Regions from separate parts of the Mus musculus genome. Here region 2 is linked to region 1. A link is a contact called in public promoter capture Hi-C data. All regions are on one chromosome and are shown on one strand. The core of a region is the stretch at or near the end of the contact, and the rest is flanking DNA. Distances in the headings are between cores, read along the strand shown. Region 1 overlaps Pacs2 (phosphofurin acidic cluster sorting protein 2). Region 2 holds the start of F930026P19Rik (RIKEN cDNA F930026P19 gene).

Region 1 (7,748 bases), core at 2,411-4,910:
TTGTCTATCTGTCATCTGCCTGGCATGTGAGCCATTCTGCCTCTTGGCTGCTGTGAAAGTCTTGGTGATGACAGACATGCACAGCTACCTCCCAGCCTGCTTGCTTGCTTGCTTTATTTATTTATTAGAAATGGAATTACTAGATCAAAGGGTAATTCTAAGCTTAATTCTGAGTTATCTGCATACTATCTTCCAAAGGACCACCCTGCTAGTTTACAATCCCCCCAACAGTGCAAAAGGGCTGGGCTGGAACATCACTGAGAATCTCCTGTGAGGCTGGAGAGATAGCTTAAAGGTTAAGAACATGAGCTGCTCTTCTACAGCACCTGATTTTACCCCTTCAAGATGTTCACAGCTGCCTAGAACTGCAGCTCCAGGGGATGTGATGCCCTCTCTGGCCTCCATGGGCACTTGCATGCATACAGGGCATACATTTACACAGATGTACACAAGTGCATACAAATGAAAACCTGTAAGATCCTCTCCCTCTCCCTCTCTCTCTCTCTCTCTCTCTCCCACACACCCCCACCCCCACACAACCACTGGCAAACTGTGGACACAAAAGTATAATTTGTTGAGAGAGAAGACAAACCCATCGTCAAGGACAAGACCTCTCAGAGAGCTGTTCACCCAATAAGGATCAGGAGACCCCATCTGGGATGCAGGGTGTACATCTGGCAGGAAAGGCCAAGGCAGAGTTCAGTAGTCCCTGGGGCCTTGGAGCAGATATGTAACTAGGCAGAGCAGTGACAATAGCCAGCGTAGGCTCATTGCGGACTTCCTGGGATGTACCTGTTCTTGAACCACCCACCCTTTCTCACCTATACCCTCTCAATCGATGAGGACTCAGGGTCTATTTGTACCTACATGGGGACCAAGAAACTGACCAGCCGTCCTCTGTGCCCAGGCACCTGGCATGGCTCCTCTGGGAATCTTAAAGCTGGGGTCTCCTTGGCTGCTGACCAAGGAAGACCAACTAGGAAATCCATCTTGGCCCTGTAGGCCTTCATCTCAAAGTTACTTTGTGATTTTTCACTCTAAAACAAAAGGCTCCACAGGCCTTAATAGTGTCCTGACCACCAAGGACCACCCCAGGTTCCTACTGTCCTAGCCTCTCCATCTTCTGGATGATCTCTGGACCTCCCCTCCCCTCTAGCCTGTCTGCCCAGAGGGGGCTCTGACCTGGGGATCCAAATCACTGCAGTCAGATTACCTGTTCTCCCTGGGGTCTACTGTCCAGTACTAGTGACAGAAAACAATGGACAGAGGCCTTGAGAGGATATGCTCAGGAATATGCAGGTATGGAAGGCTCATCCACAGGGGTGTTGAGAACCTAGTATCAGGGTATATGAAGCTTGGTGACCAGAACTTCATTGCTTAGTCCTCTATAAGGGCTAAATATAGGGTAAGCAAGGGCCTGGCCAATGACCCTTGAAAACGAGGCAAGGAGTAGGCAGAATGGCACAGGCAGGCTCCAGAGCTACTTTCAGACTACAAAGGTTCAGGGAGCAAAGCCCTGGGCTGATCCGCATACAACAGGTTTCTAGTGGTAAGGTAAAATCCTTCAGACATGACATCACTCCAGGCTAAGTAAGGGAATGCTGCCTCAGGTGACACTCAGTTGAAAGGCGAGTGTGGAAAAGAAAGATATGCAGAACAAACCAAGTAGAGAAATGAGGGACAAAGCAGATAGGGCCATCGCCTCAGGGGCTGGTCAGCTCAGGTGGCATGTAGATGCCACACCTGTCGCTGTGACTCTAAATGTTCTACCCACAGCCCCAGAGAGCAGAGCGCCCAAGACAAGGAGCTCAGGTCTCTGAGCACGAAGCACACGCATACCCAGTACCCAGGAGGAAAACCACAGGCAGCAAGACCCTCTAGGGAAAAAAAAGGTCATCAAAGGGTTCTGTGGCTCTCCGCATCCCTGCCATTACTGCAGGTTCTCACAGGACAGCCTGGGGACGGTGCCTCGGAATGTCAATTCTCAGCAGCCGGTGTCCTTCTTCCTCTGTGTTTTGTGACTGGGGACAGTGCCTCGGAATGTCAATTCTCAGCAGCCGGTGTCCTTTTCCCTCTGTTCTGTGACTGGCTAGTTTTACTTAGCCCTCACTCCCTACTGCCTAAGCTCTGACCAGGGAACGCTTTACAGAAGTGTCCTCTATGCAGCCATGACCAGGATCCCCTCCATCAAAGTATGCCCATTCACTACCAGAGAATAGCCTAGCCCAGACTCTGCACTGCCCTGACAGCACTGTGGAAAGCACTTTGGCAGCCCTCTACAAACACCGATTGCCACCTTTCCCTCAGGCATGTGATGGCACACAGAGCTTATGAGCTCTGTCTCACAAAGGACTAAATCTCAGGCCCCCAAACCTGCTGACCCTATGTTTGTTGGAGGAAAAACTGAAGGGCCTTTTGTTCCAGGCGCAGCCCCCTCATGCATGCCTGGCCACGTGGGAGCTGGGTCTGTGGTGGCAGCTGGCCATTTGTTCTCATGCCCTGTGGGCAGAGAAATACCACATGCCAGCACCCTGGAGGCCAAGCAGGGTGGTGCCTACCCCTGTGTGTGTCCAAGTGTCAGGACTGTATATGCAAGTCTGCCAGTTCTCTTGTTAAAAGGCACAGTGTGACTGACAGTCCTGGGGGAGTAGGTTCTACGAGAGGCTATGGGCTCACTCACTGCACCCTGAGCACCTGCTAACCTCGAGCCAGAAATGTACCTGTGTGGCCTGGGGCAGCTGCCGGCCTCACCGGCTCAGCTCAGTTTTCTCCTCAGTGCCTGGACCTTATCTGGACTTGGTTGCCCCTGGTTAATGAGAAAAGAAGTTCAAGAGTGCTTCCCAATGTCCCCCACTGGCCAGCACTCAGGGCCAGGGCAGCTTCTATAGAAGGCAAGGGTCAGCGGGCCGTAACCAGGCCAGATACCCTCCAACCACTGTGTTACTACATTCCCACCTCACCCCATCAGAGGCCAGCCCCATCAAGGCAGGTGGTGGAGAAGAGGAACAGATAGTACCACTCAGTCCTGGGACCAGGGCAAAGGCGGCAGACAGCACAGTCAACAAGGAGGAGCCATTTGCGTACTCTCTGCTGGGATTGTAGGCAAGCTCCGAAGGGGCTCTGTGGGTGAGGCTAGAACACAGAACTCAAAGTGGGGCTGCATTGGCCATGTGTTCCACCATTCCACCGAGGAGCCACCAGCATCAAATAATTGGGATCCTGCCATCAGGAGGCTGTGCCCTCAGATCAACAGGGCCTGCCTGGATCCTTCAGCTCAGGGACCATCCCATTCTTCTATCACAAGCCAGAAGCCTCAGGTATGCGAGTGTGCTGTGCACATGATGGCTGACAGAAGGGGAGTGTCTCTCCCCTCTACTTCTATCTCCTGTGTCACACACGGGCATGCCATTGTGAGGTTGTGACAGTCTTGATCGTTAGTTTGACTGGACTGAGATGCCTAAGAGATTATTAGAGCACAGTTCTGGAGTGGCCGGTGAGGTCCTTCCAGGGACTACTAGGTCATGAGAGGGCTGGTCTCATCAATGAACCACTGGCAGATACAAAATTGGAAGATTATGGAACTCTGAAAGGAGGAGTCATGGCTGGAGGAAAGAGGTCACCCTGGAGAGTCCATCTTGACGTGGCCCGTCCCTCCCACCCCGCGAGTAGTCTCTACCACACCCTTTGGCCTTTCTGTTCTGCTTCCCCACAGCTCTAAAAGTCAGGAACTGAAACATCTCAAACTTGAAAGCAAGTTTCCTCCTTAAAGATGTTTCTGTCATGTTAACAGCGAGAGTTAACATGGAGACTAGGGCTTCAAACAGGACAGAGGCCAGCCTAGGCTGCAGTTAGCCTTGTGGTGGGGATAGCTGTTTCCTTCCAGACCTCCTGAGAAGGCTTCCCAGGGTTGCGTGGGAAGGCAGGCTCCACAAGCCTCAGCACTCGGCTGATCTATGATCTGGGCCACCTTTTAGGAGGCACTACGGAGGGAGAAAAGACACGTCGCAGGAAGGAAGAGATGTGCAGAGCCCTGCTGTAGGACACTGTAGGGAGCCCTGCCCTGCAACTGGTCATATCAGAGGAAGACAGGCCGGGCTCGGTGTGGGCCAGGCCCAAAGCCACATTCACCTCAAAGTCACCCACAACCTCCACAAGCCAGCATTCATTCAGTGTCGAGGCAGGCAGGGCCTGAGGAGGTTCCCTTCATAGACAGAGGCTGTGAGTGCAGGCATCTGACATGTCCTTCGTGGCAATGTTCATGGGGTACAAGGAACAGCAGGCCTCTGGCCTGAGCAACCATCTTGTCTGCAGCCACAAGAGATGTCTCCAACCAGGAAGGTGAGAGTCTGGGAGCCACCAGCCTGGGAACATCTAGACCTCTAGACTGAAGTGCCAACACCTTTCTCCTGTCCCTCCCACAGCAGTTCATGGGGCAGAGGGTGAAGGGTGGACAACAACGGGAATGCAAGCCAGGTGTGTTGGTACACAACTGTAATCCCAGTACTTAGGACCATCAGGAGTTCAAGGCCAAGCTCACCATATATTCAGTTCCAGGCCAGACCATACTAAGTAACAGCCTGTCTCAAAAACAATCAAAAAGAATGGGACACCCTGTGCTGGGTGTGAATGGATGCTGTTTCCCGTGCCTTCAACCTTGTGGCAGCTACTCTCCAACATCATCTGCCTGGCTATGGAAAACCCCTAAGAGACTAGTATACCTCTAGGTTTGCTATGAGGGTGTGTGAGAGGCACCATAGGCAGTTGGAAGCAGGTGGGACAGGGAAGGAAGAGGAGCGAGCCTGTAGCACAGGAGTGCTCTTTGCTTCCTGTCCGTCACAAGGTAAATAGCTGTGCTCTCCTCTGAAGCTGAGCAAAGTAAACCATTCTCCCCTCAGCCTCATAAACGGCTGTTCTCAGGCTCCTGTGTCACCAAAGGGTCTGACTAACTCAAATGCTCAGCTCTCTAAGGAGTCACCCGAGGCTGCCTGTCCCAGGTGTGTCCCAGACTGCTTTAACAACACCTCCACAGCTGGCTGGCACCAGCTGGGGCAGAACAGTCCAAAGTGACAGTTTGCAGCACAGGGCCTGACCAGCCCTCTCGGCTGACTGTCCTACACCACGGCTTCCAATACAGATCCATACAGGAACACCTCCAACAAGGCAGTACCCCTGGTAAGACAAACCAACACCTCTGGATACAAGGCACTGTGGAGGACACAGTGGAGGTGCCTGGGGTAACAGGTCAGCCTCAAGAGTACCAGCAGGAGTTGAAAAGCAAGGATCGAGGAAGGGTCAGGCGTGTGTCTTCCAGTTGCTTACTGGGGTCATGGGTCAGTAGAGGTAAGGAGCAGCACGAAGGCAACACAATAGTGCACACACTCCAGGCATGCCCTAAAAATAAGATCCTCCTGACCCCACAGAAGAAAGATATTTAGGATGGACACTGTTAAGAATCAGATCTGGGGGGCTGGTGAGATGGCTCAGTGGGTAAGAGCACCCGACTGCTCTTCCGAAGGTCCGAAGTTCAAATCCCAGCAACCATATGGTGGCTCACAACCATCTGCAACGAGATCTGACGCCCTCTTCTGGAGTGTCTGAAGACAGCTACAGTGTACTTACATATAATAAATAAATAAATAAATCTTTAAAAAAAAATCAGATCTGCTTCAACTAGGACGTACGAGGAAGAGTAAGCAGTGAACCACTGTGTAGTAAAAGATTCACACACCAGAATCTCAGACTCCAGGGCCACCTGGGAGAAAATGCAGGACCACGACTTCCCCTGCACCTATCTGAGGCTGAGCCACGGGGATCCCACAATCACTCAGGGCTCAGCTAGGCCCTATGCCTCATCTGCACTTCTTGCCCAGCTGTTACAGCCACAGAGCAGGATCCATACAGTAAGGGCTTCACAGCAAATGTCCAAGCATCCCTTCAGGGAGGCTCCAATACCCAGCTGCCTCCGCAAAACCTCCACTCAGACCACATAAGCAAATCCTGAACGTGGTGGACTGAGCTCGTTAGGGCTTCCCACTCGCTGTGATGATGTCCACAGAGCCAAGAGCCTCACCAACTCAGTTGGCAGAGGCACCTGTGCTCAGGGCTGAAGATTTAGGGAACAATGACCACACTTCTCAAGCAGAGCTCACGGGGGCAGAGGAAACAACTGTCCATGAACAGCTGGGCTCCAGAGCTCGGGTGAGACGTGCGGCCTCACAGACAGATGGCCTGGACTGGGCTTGCTGCTCATGAGGCCTCAAGGGGAGTGACCAAGCAGCTTCCATCCCAGAGGGACTGGGCAGCAAAAGGAAAAATGCTTAAACCAGAACAGGAAAAGCTATGTTCATACACGGCAAACGAGTCCCAAAAGAACAAAAACCAATGCCAGCAGCTAACACTTTGACTGACACATCTCGCTGAGTACCAAGTACAGCCAACCGGGGCTACTGATGGCCCAGTGGCACCTGCAGCACAGATCAGGACAGCGTCCATCTTACTCTCTCCCGTCTGCCCACGAGAATGCAAATAGAGAAAAGTGAAGCAAGGCCTAGAGCTCCCACCTGCGTGACTGCGGCTCCAATGCTTCACATCAGCCCCACATCAGCGAAAGCAGCGATGTCTGTCTCTCTTTATCATCCTTAAAGCAACTAGATCGTGCTGAGAGGGAAACCCATAAGGAACTACTATACCCAATACACAGACATTTTTTACAATTCTGACTTTAATAAAATCAATTTTATTGGGACATCTAGCTCTATTGTCTTCCCTGCATGGAGGGCAATTCACCATCCACAGAAAGGTGTCTCACCCACCAGGCTAGAGGAGGAGTCACAGCCACCGTCCTAAAAGGAAGCCCCCAAATAGCACACCCCACTTAGCAAAGCAGCCTGGGCTTCTATTTTAAGTGCATGTGTGGTGCTGATGACCCCGGGCAGAACCCCTCCCCATACCCTTGAGTAGTGGCAGAGCACAGCACTCCCCAGCTGGTGGTGCAGCTGTTCCAGTTGGCCGGCCAGTCCCCTGCCTCAGGCCTTTGTGTACTGGTGGTCACGTGGACCAGTAACAGGGCCAAGACACAGTGTCCTATAAGGATAGTTGGAATGTCTGCATTGAGTGGGGGTGTCCTCCTGGGGTTACCACTACCCTTTTGGTGGGAGGAGGTATTTTCCAGGAAACAAAGCACGAAGTAGTGACAAGAAGGTGAGGATGGCTGCATGGGCTGCCTCTCCAGTCAAAGGCAAGATGCTCAAAGAAGAGCAGGGCACCCTTCCATCCTGCAGGACCTTGGCCTCAAGGAATGTTCTACGAGCTATGGGAAGACTCTCCCTTCATCTTCTTGTGTGCACGACTCTCCATTGTAGACAGACTCTCCATTGTCCAGAGCCACTCTTCCTCAATGCTGGAAGTTGCCCCAAAGCAGCCTTCAAAACCCCTCCCGGTTGTCTGGAAGTCAGGGACCTGGAAAGAGACCTTTTACAAGCCAGAGGTCTGAGCCTGTGAAGGCTCAGCTTCCCATCTCTGGCCATCCCTTAGCCAGTTTAAGTATCTAAATGGTCCCATGACATACCAGAGATGAGTCAAAGAGTATTCAGCAGCTGTTCTGGCTAGCCAGACTTCCATGCTCTCTGGGTGTGTGCATGGGAATAAATTAAACAGGGACATCAACTCCTCCCTACCTGGCACATAGTCTCAGATCCCACCCAAATGTTAGTCAGAGATCCTGCCCCCACCCCAGACCTCCACTGAGG
Region 2 (7,748 bases), core at 3,261-5,760, 110 kb before region 1:
CCCCAGGGAGTATCTGCAGAATCTGCCCTCTAGTGGCCAGAGGCAGTACATCTAGCCTAGGGCAACCCCAGATCAGGGAGTGGCAGAATTCCCGAATCCTTACTCCTGAGTGCTCTTCTTCCCTGTCCCCTCCTACGTCCCAAGTGCACCCCTTACCTCAGCATGCCCGCCTGGGGTCAGGGTCTTGGAGCAGCGCTCACAGCGCAGGCAGGGCCGGTGCCAGTCCTTGCCCAGAGAGGTCACCTTCTCAGCTGGGAGGGAGGAGAAGGGTGGTTGGTGGTAACCCCAAGGCAGAGGCACGATGTCCCTTGGATGTACGTCCCTTGAGTCAGCGGGGTAGGGAGTCACTTACCGAAGTACACTCTCTTGTTGCATCGAGGACACATGTTGGGCTCCCCAGTGAATGTGGTGACACTAGAGGCTGAAGGGGTGAAACTGGGTCAGGGTGGACCTTGGTTACCCATATCCAACTCCCACCCAGAGCCCGTCCCCACCTTTGCTGGGACCCTTGGGGGGGCCGCTGGTCTTTCGCTCCTCAGTTCTCACCACAGGGACCTCGATGGGGCCAGTGACCTGAGGGGCCTCGGTCTGAGGCTTCTCGTAGATGTAGGAGCCAGCGCCCCCGATGTTCACGCCTGTAGATGATGGGTATGCCAGGAGATTAATGGCTAGAGGCCCTGACCCCACCCATCTCACACAGAGCTTCTCCCAAAGTTGCTTCTTGGCTTTCAGGATAGGAAGGGCACAGGGAAGGAAAGAGCAGACCAAGCCCCAACATACACAGGAGCTGTCCCAGGTCTGAGGCTCCAGCATACACAGGGGCTGTCCCAGGTCTGAGGCCTGGCTAGGACCCTGCTCACTTTGTTTGTTTGTTTGTTTGTTTTTGTTTTTCGAGACAGGGCTTCTCTGTGCAGCCATGGCTGTCCTGGAACTCACTCTGGCCTTGAACTCAGAAATCCCCCTGCCTCTGCCTCCCAAGTGCTGGGTGGGATTAAGGAGTGCTCCACCACTGCTTGGCTGGGACCCTGCTTACTTTACCTTTGGGTCCAAACAGCGTGGCATAGCAGGGCTTGTGGCAGAAGGGCTTCCCATCATGCTCAGCATGGCCGCCGGGGGTCAGTGTCTTGTTGCAGCGCTCACACTTGAGACAGAACTTGTGCCAGTCCTTGCCCAGGGAGCTCACCTTCTCAGCTGTAGAGAGGAAGAGGAGGAGGAGGTCAAAGCATCGTGCCTGTTCCTCCTCTTCTTGCAGTCCAGAAGGTTCCAGGTCCCACACCCTTGCATTTTACATCCCCTGGCAGACATCAAGCTCCACTCCCACCCCGCCCATGGTGACTCCGAGATTAGGCTACTGTTTACAGAGACTCCCTCAGCCATCCTGGAGCCCTTTGTCCTTGCTCATCCCGAAAAAGTGGTCTCAGGCTGTGCACCTGGTTTAACCCCTCAGTGTCTTGCTCTCTGCACCTATTTATTATACCTTGCTCCTCAAAACCTCACCCTCATGGTGCGTCTCCTCACACCTCTCCCCCTCCCCACAGAGCCAGGCAGAGTCCCCGAGGCCAAGAGAAAAGCCCTTGATTTTCAGCACCAGGTGAGGGAACACCAGTCCTGGCTGCCGCGGGACCACCAGGAAAGATCCCTATTTGGTTTCCTCGTCCTAAGCCCTGAGACCTCACTCCACCCAACCCACTGCCTCCAGCTGCCAGTTTGGCGCCAAAGGTTTGTGATGAGCAGCTGAGGGCTGTGGACCCCACCCCGCAACCGCCAGGGCAATGACTGCCGAGCCACATCCCAATGGACGGAAGCCTGGGCCTCCCCAAGGGAGTAAGGCAGGAAAAGGGTGGAGAAGTGGGCAGGAAGAAGGGCCTGAGCTGAGAGCAAGCAGAGCCGGAATTCCAAAGGGAAGGGGCCAGGCCAGAGTGGCGGGGGAGGAGGGAGGGGTGTTTATGCTTGCTTGGCTCTGGCACTCCACTCAGAGGATAACAGAAACAGCCAGCTCTCCAGCCTTCCTTTCTCAAGAGCGGCCCACTGGTCCCTCTGGGGCCATGCCTCCTCTGGACAACCTTGGCAAACGCCAGGGAGCACAGCCTACTGTGAGAGACCCCTCCCCCTGCTGGGAAGTGCTGCCGCTGGGCAGCAAGCCTGGATCCTCCATGTGGCTAAGTCTGGCTCTCCGCAGCCCTAACTTGCTGGACACGGGCAGGTGTTCCCCAGGAACCCCCCACCCGACCCTTGTCCTGGGACAGTACTGTTTAGTTTCCTTTCCTAAGACACAGGTGAGCCAGAACAGGCAGGAGCTACCTGGATGGCAAGCAGGCTTGGCTCCCATGCCTGGCATTCTTTCTTGGGACAGTGATAAGATTGTTGGGATGGTCATCAGTGGCTGTGGCAGCTGCAGCTCAAGGCTGCCAAAACCACTATGTTCTGGCCAGCTCTGGGATGTGGGCCATGTATGGGGCAGGGAGCTGACCCTCAGACCCACTGGTTGGGTCGATGGCCCCATTACAGACCCAAATTGGGAATACAGCATTGATTAGGTCTAATAGCTTGGAAGGGAATGGTCTCCCTACTTGGCCATGTGTTCTGGAAGAAAAATCGGACTCACAGCACCCTGGGGTCCCTTGGACCTAGCGTTTACTCAGAAGTGGACTGCCAGGGCACAGCCTAGCTGGGCAGAGAGGGCATTATTCTGGACCCCCATCGCCTTCCCACAGAACAGAAGCCAGCCGACTCTGAGGAGCCTTTGTTTTCTGCTGAGAGCCAGAGGCGCCCAAGCAGGCAGAGTGCTTTTTCCGGGTGCCCTGTTGGCCAAGGCCCCAGAGAGTCCAGAGCTGGCCTGGTCTGGAGCAAAGTCATACAGAGAGGCCCTGAAGACCGTCTTCACTCGGGGGCTTGTTAAACATCTCTCTGTAGGAAAAGGGCTGAAATCAGGCAATCTGTCCCCTCCAGGAGGCAACAGGAAACCCCTGGCTCCAGGCCACCCAGAGCAACTCCAAGCCAAATCCGGTCCCTCCACTCTGGGAACAAACAAAAGTGGCCTCTCCTCTCCTCCCGTCATCTGAAGTTCACTGACCTGGACACTGCTGTTTGGGGAAGAGCATAAGAGTCCCTGTCCTTTCATGTCCCTGTCTTCCTCTATTCTGGCCCTGAGTCTATTTTTCAGTGGCAGCTATACTGCTACTCTGGCAAAGTTGCTCAGCTAGGAACACAGCCCCAGGAGGTTAGCAGATCAGGAACCAGGGGATGCTTGATAAAGGTGATTGCCTTCAGGGGCTACCTTAGCAGGAACCAATTCCTGCATACCATAGCTTCCTTCCCAGATGGCCTTGACCTCCAAGAGGCCAGGGTCCTAGTCACCCAGTGCACTCTCAAGCTCATGGAGAAATACGTGTCACCATGCCCCACCCCGGGTGAAACTGCAGAGGCAAATGGCCAAGAAAAGGAGCAAGCTGGGGCATGTAAGAGGCAGAAGCCAAGGTCGCCCCCGCTTGGACTGAATCCGAAATCCCAGACCTGGCCCAACGGCCTGGGCAGAGGTCGAAGTGAGCACTGGGGTCACTCACTACTATGGGTCACACTAGTGGGCCCATGTGCAGGCTGGGAAGCAGCCATAAGGTGAAGAGATGCCGGAAACCAGGGGATCTCAACGGACCAGTCTCGGGCGTCGGACCTCATTGGATCCCGCCCCGAAGAGCGTCCCTGAAGAAGGGCGATAAGCTGAACATGCGGGTGGCCAGGAGGGCGCTCCTGGCCCCGGCCGACCAGGACTTTGCGTACCTAGACCAGTGCCTACCGAGCGCTTCGGAACCCACCCGACGCCACCCGCTTCTCCAGAATCCCAGATGGTATCCCTCGCCCCGCGTAGCACTACCTTCGAGCCTCGGGCCGCACCCGCGAAAACAGCGTGGCGAGCTTAGCTACCGATCGGATCGCGCATCCCAAGACGGTGGCTGCGCACCCCATCCGTGTACATTCCGGGGTGTGGCTCTCAGCCAGGAGCCTGGAGGCGAAGGCGGACGGCGGGTGGATACTCACCGAAGTATACGGTCTTGTCACACTTGGGACACTTGGAGGCCATGGTCGGTGCGCTCGGTCGGTCCGCGCCCTCCACCCGCGCTCGTCTCTGTGCCGCCGCCCGCGCCTGCCCCGCCCGCCCCCGGACGTCGATTGGCTCCGAGACCTGGGCGGGGCCTCTGGAGCCCGCCCCCTAGACGCCAGCAGCTGGGCGCGCTGCAGGCGGGGCGCACCTGCCAGGGTCGGAAGGGCCCGGCCTAGCGCCCCCTACCCCGGAGTGAGGTGGCGTCCACAGGGATCGCCCGAGGATTCCATGGCCACATAGTGATCTCTAGCTGTAGAACGGACTTGGGATCCCCAGCTTTAGGTCTCGAGGTCCGGGCCTGCTCGTGGTAGAAGGGGGCACGAGAAGCCCGCGGGACGCGCCCCCGCCCCTCGCGCCTCCCGGCGCCGCCTCCCTTTGTTGCCTCGTTTCTATAGCAACGGTCTCGCAGCACAGAAGCACGAAGCATCGGATTCCGGGCGGGGCGCCGCGGTCCTGTCTGTGGTGCTGAAGGAGGGGCGGGCGAGGCTCACTTGTAAGCGCCACCACTTCCAAAAACAGCTTAAGAAACCACTGGGATGAGTGGGGGCGGGGTGGCGTCAGCCAGAGCAGGCTCTGACGGGGCCGCAGGTGCACTTGCCTCTAAGGCACTTTTATCCTTGGAGGAATGGGGTACCTGCGAATTTCCTCCGCGGCAAGTGTTGTGGGCTAATACCCCCTTCTGTGAGGTTGCTGCTGCTCTTCCTCAGACTAAGAGTCTCTGACTCCCACAATGCTGGCCCCAAAGCATTCTGTAGAGCAGCAGAGCCAGAAATCCTGCTTGTCCTCAGAATAGTCCCCTTCCAGTTTCCTTCCCACTAAGGGCTTGCTTGCCGTCCCACCCTCCTTACTTTCTGACTCCCATGGACCTACAGGCCTCTCTCTGAGCCTCTTGACCCAACCTGAGCCTTGGGCCTGGGGAACAAACACTCTACAAGTCTCAAACCCTGATGACCCTGCCCAGTATGGACAGCTGACTCCAGAGAAACCCCTCCCACACTTTCCTCACTGCCGTGCTGGAGACCCACATTTCATTTCTGTGTCCAGCCCATGGACTGGGAGCCAAGTGGTCCCAGGTACCAGGCATGTTGGTAATCCCTGGCCTACTCTTATAGCTCCATGTGGTGGCCTTCCTTTGTACACATATCCTGCAGTAACTGCCATTTCCATGGTGACAACAGCCCAGAAACGTGCCACCCCCTCCAAGCCTGACTGACCAGCCAGACCAGCTCCCCCTGGCACCTGTGGACACATGCCAGCCAAGGTGAGAGGCAGGCAAGGAAGCCTTCCTGGACAGACCCTTCGCTCACAGCCAGGTTCCTGTTCAGGCTGAATGTATAGGTGTCCTGACTTCCAACCCAAGCATCCATTACTGCGCCCCCTCCAGCTTCCCATTTAGGAGTCCTGTGGACCTCTAGGTACCAGCCTGCTTGACCACTCCACCGCTAATATCTGCCGTGAAAGACAGGGCTGACTGGGCTAAGCACAGCTAGTCTTCTAAAAAGGCCTCAAGGGTGCCCGGCCACAATGAGAGTGGATAGGAGTAGGCCCCCTCCCGGGGCAATCCTGGCTGGATGCCCAGGGCGAGAAGGGGATGGAGAGGGCCGGGTAAGAGTTCCTAATTGCTGCTTCTGTCCTACCTCCTCTGCTGGGTCCCTGGATGATGAAGGAGGGCTATGGGGCTGTTGTGAGCCTGGCAGGAAGGCACACGGGCCAATGACAAACAGTAACCTTGACCTCCACACCTGAGGCTGTAACAGGATCGCATGGGCAGGCACAGAAAGGCACCTCTGGACACACACCAGCCAAGGGAAGAGGTAGGTAGAGGCTTCCACAGTGCCTTTTGGGACAGGGTCCCTCCTTTCTCAGCTAGGATGGACTCATTTGTGTCCTGGTAGATGGTGTGGTGTGGAGCAGGTCAGCAGCTCTCTTCTCTAGGGCCCCAACAAGATAAGAAATACAGTGGAATTCTATCTTCACGTGTCCTGTCATCCAGGGCAGGGTCACAGATCTACCGTGGGAACCTATGGCCAGGAATGGTAAGGCCTGGAATGGAGGCTCTGAGCTACGTCCAGGTCGTCAAGTCAGCACCAGTCTCTCGGGTCACTGCCTGACCATTGTAGAATGGGTCCTACCTGTTTTTCTCATTAAAAGGCTTCAGGATAGTGTAGATTACTTTCCTGGGCCCATGAACCACCAGCCTATGTCTAATTCCCGTTCTTCACCTTGGCTTTCATGTCCAATAGTCTTGGCCCTGTTTCTATAGTGGGCACTGGAGCCCACTTAGGAATGTCAGTAAAAAAGAGACCTGTGTCTGTGGAAAGCTGAGGGAACTAGGCCAGAAGGGGCTTCGTCTGGACCTCGATGGAGCCATGCTCCCCAGACTCCCGATGGGAAAAGGACTCACAGGAGGCCCTTGAAGAGAGTAGTGGAGGACAAGGTAGAGGCCAGAGCAACCGGGAGAAGCCCAATGACCCTGGGGACGTGAGTAGGGTATATGTCACAGCACTGTCCCGGACACCTGGCCTGTCACCCCGATAAGCCCCATCACAAGCTCAGGGAAGCTGAGATACCCCTTATCTGTATCTCAAGTGGGAACATAAATGGTTTCTATTTTAATCCCGACTGCGATTTCTACACATCACAGGCGCCTGAGGAGGGCAAGGGGGGCCAGGAGGCAGGGGCCAAAAGACTCCACTGTTCCCAGAAAGGGTCTGAGCCTCCTCTTGGCCAGCTGAGGCTGCAGCAGCCTGAGGGGCGATGGCCTGCAGAGCCAGACCTCCTCTCTCCCTCCCGTAGCTGGCCAGGCCCGCACCTGTCTCTGGGCCTGCGAGGCTAAGCGCAGGCAGAGATAGGATTTCTGAGCAGAAATATGAGCAAATTCTTGAGAAAAGCACACCTGCCAGGGCAGCACAGCTTAGCACAGAAAGCCCGACAGCTGGGGCAAGGGATCTGCTGGGCACAGGGGGTGGGCCCTGGACCTTAAGCTTCTGTGCCAAGCTGACCCAGGTAGAAAACCCTGGTAGAAAAAAGTTGTGGGGCCTCAGGTAGGGTCAGCTCTCAGTGTGGCACGTGAGACACTGTTTCTGCACAAGGCATCCTCTGTGCCCAGTCCCCCTTGGAAGGGCAGCAGGCCCTTGACCAAAGGCCTACAGGAATAGGTCTCAGAGTGATATTCTCTGCCAGCCTGAGTAAGACCCCCAGCGCTAAGCTGACCCTAGCTATGGCTACTGCCCATCTTTCTGCCAAGGGATGCCCTGGGTATTCTGGGTATTGGAGCAGCCTAGGTTCATGGCCCTAACTAAACCAGGAGAGGGACTGGGAACAAAAGACGCAGAAGGGCTTGGTGGGGTTTTCCTTTTTATGAGATTTTTTTCTTTGTTTTTGTTTAATATGAAAATTACTTGAAAAGACAGGGGACCAACCCTGCAGGCAGCTTGGCCGCTGCTGGCTGCTGCACCAATCCTAACATCCAGGTGTAAGTTACAGAGCTCAAGTTCATCTACAAAAAAGTAATAAAAATAAAATTTAAAATGGCACCTTCAACAGAACACAACAAAACCTTAGAGCCCACCCCGGGTGAGAAGCCCTGCAGCACACGGCCCAGGGCGCTCCTCAGCTCTGCTCCAGCCAGAAAGTAAACACAAAGCTA

The links. Promoter capture Hi-C pulls out the DNA fragments that hold promoters and counts their contacts.
Region 2: a promoter capture Hi-C map of macrophages shows a contact between it and region 1, with 5 read pairs. The contact joins the promoter of F930026P19Rik here to the enhancer-like site in region 1. A contact is called at or near these places in 2 of 39 promoter capture datasets (embryonic stem cells and macrophages), 3 of 484 Hi-C or Micro-C datasets (CD8 T cells, the G1E-ER4 cell line and nephron progenitors), 8 of 115 datasets of contacts at active chromatin or transcription factors (craniofacial prominence, embryonic stem cells, extraembryonic endoderm stem cells and 3 more) and 3 of 9 other capture datasets (adipose tissue, liver and pancreatic islet).

The regions. Positions count from the first base shown.
Region 1 is chr12:113,027,548-113,035,295 of GRCm38.p6, reverse strand. The region is part of intron 1 of Pacs2 (phosphofurin acidic cluster sorting protein 2); the gene reads right to left. Among named protein-coding and RNA genes, the nearest start is that of Pacs2, 17 kb to the right of the region's middle. Within about 2 kb of position 3,660, at least 105 of the 459 cell types and tissues checked have an H3K27ac peak or open chromatin away from gene starts, as enhancers often do. A contact at or near this core is called in the G1E-ER4 cell line, adipose tissue, liver and 3 more, where this site is marked.
Region 2 is chr12:113,136,902-113,144,649 of GRCm38.p6, reverse strand. F930026P19Rik (RIKEN cDNA F930026P19 gene) reads left to right here and starts at 4,510. Exons shown (of 4, transcript NR_165646.1): 1 at 4,510-4,592; 2 at 5,251-5,360; 3 at 5,766-5,913; 4 at 5,995-6,295. Crip2 (cysteine rich protein 2) reads right to left here and starts at 4,414. Exons shown (of 7, transcript NM_024223.2): 1 at 4,036-4,414; 2 at 1,039-1,191; 3 at 495-635; 4 at 353-421; 5 at 157-251. The coding sequence starts at 4,078. Mta1 (metastasis associated 1) reads right to left here. Exons shown (of 21, transcript NM_001364622.1): 21 at 7,444-7,748.